Linked DNA regions of Oryzias latipes: region 2 is linked to region 1. The links are chromatin contacts, called in public Hi-C maps. All regions are on one chromosome and are shown on one strand. Each heading gives the region's core, a stretch centred on a gene start, on an enhancer-like site or on the middle of the called end of the contact. The rest is flanking DNA. Distances are from core to core; before and after follow the strand shown.

Evidence for each region. Hi-C and Micro-C count contacts between places; a contact is called where the count stands out from the background.
Region 2: a contact with region 1 is called in a Hi-C map of embryo, with 1.6 times the contacts expected there. The contact joins the promoter of slitrk6 here to the enhancer-like site in region 1. A contact is called at or near these places in 2 of 5 Hi-C or Micro-C datasets (embryo and fibroblasts).

Annotation. Positions count from the first base shown.
Region 1 is chr2:19,626,955-19,630,038 of ASM223467v1, reverse strand. No RefSeq gene overlaps it. Among protein-coding and RNA genes, the nearest start is that of LOC110016378, 30 kb to the left of the region's middle. Within about 2 kb of position 1,593, at least 4 of the 8 cell types and tissues checked have an H3K27ac peak or open chromatin away from gene starts, as enhancers often do. A contact at or near this core is called in embryo, where this site is marked.
Region 2 is chr2:19,694,107-19,697,190 of ASM223467v1, reverse strand. slitrk6 (SLIT and NTRK-like protein 6) reads left to right here and starts at 1,499. Exons shown (of 2, transcript XM_004066586.4): 1 at 1,499-1,940.

The DNA.
Region 1 (3,084 bases), core at 344-2,843:
CCACTTTTATGGTGTCATTTTCATGTTTTTCTTGTTTGTGTTTCTTTTTTAAAGCACACTGTTCTGCGTCTTGATTGTCTGTTGATCTTGTCAATCAATTTCCTCCGAACTATGTCTTACACAACTCCACGACTACAATTTTATCTTTTTTTTTTCATTCTAAAATAATGGGGAGAAAAAAAGTATGAAAATGTTCATGTCCATGAGAAAAGGGTAGAGAGTGTTTAGTGAACCTTATAATATCTACACTTTGCAGATTATGACTCAGGCGGTTGTGCAGGTCGGCCAATGATCGAAGGGTTGGCGGTTCGATCCCCGTTCCCCCTAGCCAACAATTGTGCCTTTGGGCAAGACACTTCACCCTCCCTGCCTCCACTGGTGTGTGAATGCGTATGAATGTCCCAGTGATGGCCAGAGGGGTTGTAGGCGTAAACTGGCAGCCACGCCTCTGTCAGTCTGCCCCTGGGCAGCTGTGGATACATCAGTAGTTACCATCATGTTGAGTGAATGAATAATGGATACATTGTAAGCGCTCTGAGCATCTGGGAAAGTGCAGATAAATCCAATCCATTATTATTATATTGGTAAATCCATTATACTACAACTATGTGCCTCAAATTTTGTTTTGTTATGATAGCATTTATCAATTTGTGTTTATAACAAACAAGTTATCTAAATTTAACATGTGGTATTCACAGTTGTGAATTTATGTGATTGACATTTTCAGATATACTTTTTTAAGTTTTTCTCTCAAGTTGTCCTGTTTCTTGTTCCTGCTCTGCCTTCCTGTCATGTTCACACCTGGTTTGAGTTGAAACCAGCACAGCTGCTTCCAGTTTCTTGATTGTTCTTCAGGTGGTGTATATGGGCTCGACAATTGAAGGATCGTTTAGTCATTTGGTTTGCCACCAGTCTTTTTGAATGTTCAGGCTGACTAAAGACCTTTTTCCTTTATCTGCCTGCTTGTCTTTAGTCTTTTAAGTGAACATCTTTGCAGCCACAGCCTCTGACATTTTACCATGCCACCCACATGATTTGGTTGTAATATTTTATGTTTCTTTTTGTATTTACTATGTTTTCAATGCTGAAATTTGATATGAAATGTTCACCCCTCAGTAGGTTTTGTGGACAGAACATTAACAGTCAATGGATTCTGTCCCAGCATTCATTGCAAAACAGAATTCTTTTCAGGCCAAGACGTATTGAACCATTCCTGCATGCCGATCTGGATCAATGAGAAATTGTTAATGTCCTCGACTTTAGGCCATGCCTCAAGTCTAGTAGAACTATCATGCGAATCATTAAAACGCAGGAAGATACACAGAAGCCAATGAATAACGCCCACTTTCCACAAATATTTGGAAAAGTGGCCTTTAGTTATCTTTGTCTTTATAAATATTTAAGCACCCCTTTGGATTTTCGTAAACACAGTTGGTATCAGTGTCCAGCAGCCAAGATTGTCTTCCCTCATGATTGTTTTTGATGAGAGACTATGGGGGTGAGGGAAGGGGGTGGGGTTGCATATTCAAGGATGACCACGGGGACACGGCCCAGGTGTCTCATTGCTGAAACAGGAGAGTGAGGCTGTCAAGGTGTGACATATGAGCTTGCAACCTTTGGCCTCTGTGGTGCAATAGCGTGGGGGGTGGTAAAGTGCCTCGCCAACAGCTTTGAGTGCTCCTCAAATGAATGTGTCACTTAGCATACAACATAAAAAACAGAGTTTGGGTGTCTTTTTGAAGTTTCTCAAAAACAATGTGGCTCCGCATTGAATTTAAACGGAGCTTGTTTCTGACCAAATCCGCCGATACCGATTTATAATGTGCGGCGCTTGCTTTTCACTGAATCATACAAGGCAGTCAAGATTTGACGCATTAGGAAGACAATTGTTTGTGAAAGTCTGCTGTAATCCAATGACCCACTTTTAGTCTTTTCTCAGAAAACCTCATTGAATTTCTAAGGGTGTCTTATCGCAGTCCACTCTGGATAATGGATTCTCATTGTTGAATGTGGATGTGAAGCACAAACACAAGTGTTTATATTAACAAATGGAAATGTGGGCATGCTTTTGATTCCAAGGCTTGTTAGTGGAGTTCATTCATAGAGACTTAATGAATAATGAAGTGATGATATTGCAGGAGTTGCTGAAGTCTTTGAAGCATTAGGGCAGGATTACCAGAAAACACTCTTTGCCTGTGGTGATGTGGCCTGGGGGATGTTTCAGTTGTGGCAGATGGTGATCAAGTTTGCACACAAAAAAATGGTTTCAGTTTCAAAACTAAAAGAATCATTGAAGGAAAGGCCAAAGATGTCAAGCCCTAGGTTGGTATCTACTTTTGTTTTTTTACAGTTGCATATAATGAATATCCTTCAAACTTGCCCATTATCAACCATTTTCTTGTTTGGCTGCTCTCAAGCCTCCATTAAAAATAGTAAGAAAATTCTACTGATTAAATAGACTTAAATCCCTAAAATTTCCCCTATAGTGTGATCACACCTCTATTCAATAATCTCACACTAAAGCAGGATCCTGCTCCTTTAGGTTTACCCCACCACCTGTTTTCTAGCTCTCCCGGTTGTGCTTGTTGCTGGTATGTTCAGGTATGTTCAGAACATAGACTATAAATAGGAACTAAACAAACTGCCCCCCCCTCAAACAGGAAATACCCACTGGCTCCATTCTGTTTGTCAGAATGACCATTCTGTCACTGCTAACTCTTTATCTTCTTGCTAATCCAAGATTTTTTTATTATATTTTTTCTTTATTGCAAGTTATCCAAGTTATAAACTAACCAATCAGATGCTTAAATAAAAGCAAGTGTTTCCCAACTTAAATGTTTGTTAATCAAACGTTGATCCACACTCCTTAGTGGAATGGGTGTGGATTTACTTGGGATTGGCAACAGTAGATGCCATTGAAGTGTCAACTCTTGACTCGGACCAATCACTGTTGACCGGCGCTGGTTTCGCTGAAAAATGCCAACTTAATTGGCTTCCTTTTGCTGGAGCCGGAGGTAAGGCATTTTCGATGGACGACGTCACACCCGGCTGTGTCCATCCCATCTCTATGTACAGTCTATGGTT
Region 2 (3,084 bases), core at 250-2,749, 67 kb before region 1:
CCATCTGAAAGTGATCAATCTGTAAGCAGCAGAGAATTAAAGCAGCGGCTTTGCAGACGCAGATGAATCTGCTGCTTTCCCAAGGTTACTTACAGTTGTTTAATCAGTTCAACTGTTTGGCTTGGTCTCAGTGCCATGAGTTGGTGATTATCGTTTATGAGCATCTGCACCACAGGGAGGTTAAAGGTCACAACTCTGCCAGAACTGGTAGCACCAGAATCACACTCAAGGACGGGAAGCAGTAATAATGATGTAACAATGGGAACATCCCATGCCCTATGTATTTATGACAGCTCTGTAGCATGCATCCCTATGGTGCGTTCATACCGGGCTCGGAAACACGCATTTGAGCGACCACTTCTAATAGAAAGTCTTTGTAAACGTGCTTCTGTGCCTTTTTCGGCTGCTGCAATCAAAACAACCATGGCTTCGCGTGACTACACAAGTTTTGAAGTCCGTCTTTGGGCAAAACATGCAGCCATTGAACACGTTTGGCGGCCGTAGTGCAGCGGTTGGGCGGTCGACCCATGATCATAAGATTGCAGGTTCGATTCCCACCTTGCACACCCACTTCAATTATTAGATAAGGTTATAGGTAAATGCAAGTTAACCAGGCAGGCATCGTCTAATGGGCAAAACACTGAACCCCACCTTGCCTCTGGTGGTAGGCGGGCGCCTGTGTTTGGCAGTGGAGCGGCCACCAGTGTGTGAATGTGTGTGTGACTGCGTGAATGGGACTGTGACTGTAAAGCGCTTTGTTCTTGTAGGTAGAAAAGCGCTATACAAGTATACGCCATTTACATGCTGAAAGTTAAACCAGTTTTACTTTGACCAATCAGGGACTCTGATTCGTCATATGGGTAGCTCCCTTTTCAACACACAGAAGTACCAGCCATTAGAAATTGATCATAGAGGAGAAATGAATTATTGCGGTTTGTGTCTGGGCAGAATTATATGACACTAAATATTTCATATAACTGGAGCATGATTCTTGTATCATGTATCATGTATCGGACAGCGACAGTCCAGTGTGTCCACTGTTTTCTAAAAGCGTGATCAAGAATGGTTGTTTTGAATGCACATCACATGCCCCATGTGTAGATAGCTTTAGAGAAGTATTGTGGACCAATTATAGCCAATCAGTGAAAGTGTTTTTTTCTTTTCTTTTGTGGTTTGACAGTAGAAAAAAAAGAAATAGGAGGATCTCTTTCAAAGCGCCTTTCCAGCTGTGTGCTTGTATTAATAGACAGAGGAAGTACTTTGTGGCTTTAAAGTAAAACTAATTTTCTTTTTCTTTTCTTTTTTTGTCAATAAAAACTATTGTTGGGGAGCAGATTTGTGTGAATTAGTTTGATAGTAAAAATTGTATGCCTTATTTAAAAAATTGTTGGGATCAAAAATGTTAAAAGACGGTTTATTTAAAAAAACATTTGATGCTCTCTTATTTTGAAATACCTTAACCGGATGCGCTGTATAGCATTCAAGCTAACTTGAGAAGGCTTCGCCTCCCCGTAGTCCACCTCCACAGCATGCAAATAACTCAGCAGCTCCGCCACACTGCACATTGGTTAAGTACGCGGAGCGTGCCTGAGGTCTTGACAGAAAAGAAGAAAAAGGAAAAGCCGGATTTGTGTTTTTCATTTATTTTATTTTAAACTACACTTCTGTTAATTATCCCGAGCCTTAGCGTCATTTAAATGAACTCTGGAGGCTGCTCATCCCGGGACTGTCAGAAATAGGAGTAATCGGTGACCCGTATCAGACCGCAGAGCCACACTGGAAGGTTGGAAAGGACAGACCCCTGAGAAGTTTCCCCCCCGATCATGTCTGCCTGTGTTCTTGGACCGGAGAGGCGCCGTCCGCGCCTCCTCGATGCGGGTCCCCGCGTTTGATGATGAAAATGAGGACTATATTTCCCTTTTTTTACTGAGTTTTAGCCGGTAAGTCTCGAAGCGGTCGCTGAGATATCTTTTTTGTGTATCTTTTCTATTTTTAGGATTTCTGTGTTGCTAACTTAATTTACAGTACAAATAAAATAAAGTTATTTTGAATACATTTATTTAAACAGATGAATCGTTAGTTGATGTTTAATTCATTTTAAATATCATGATTGTGTTCCATAACAATTTGCCTTTTACATTATAAATACTTTTCTTCTAAACTTTTTTTTTTAAATAAATAAAAAAAGCTTACTTTTATAATTCTAGTCCCTTCTTGTGGCGCATGAATATTTAAACGAACGTCATCGGACACAGGTGTTCTTTCATGTTTGACTTCTCAAAGAAATCAGCCAATCAGAAAGGATTTCTTTGCCCTCTGTGTTAACCTTTCAAAGGAATAAAAAACATAAGAAAAAGAGTGTGTACTTGTGGGCTTTACTGTACACCACATCGAATTAAATCAGCTATGCGTAGCATTTATGGCTAATTTAATCACTTTCTCCTGCAGGAATTCACTCCACACCCACTTCAATTATTAGATAAGGTTATAGGTAAATGCAAGTTAACCAGGCAGGCATCGTCTAATTATCGTTAGGTTATGAATTGGATAATTGAATATAGAAAGCACCGGATTAATGGCAGATTAATGGCCTAATTGAGTATTTATAAATCACTTACTAGCACAGACTGAGAAGTCCTGCACCAAATCACTTAAAAGGCGTATCGATTGAGGTCCAGTTGGACAAATGAAGCTAAATTAGGGATGTTGCTCTTCCTTTGACTTCCGCTCCAAAGATAATTATTTGTGGACCAACATCAATGACCAATAATCACCCAGCAGCAGGAAATTGCTGATTAAAAAACAAACAAAAAAACAGTGTTTACTTGATGAAATGAGCCAGTGCAATAATTCACGACTAAACAAGCCATTGCCGTCGATGGAAAATTCATCAAATTGTATTTGCAATATGTAAAGAAGCCGGAGGAAATGATTAACTTGACAGGTGCAGGTTTAGAGCTCAGTGTGAGCTCCGGGACAGAGCGAGGAGCAAGGGAGTTGAACTATCCCTTGGCTCCCGAGTGGGCGGATGTCGTAATTATTATTTCTCCTGGATTACAGCGGAGGGCCACAGGCACTCTGTGG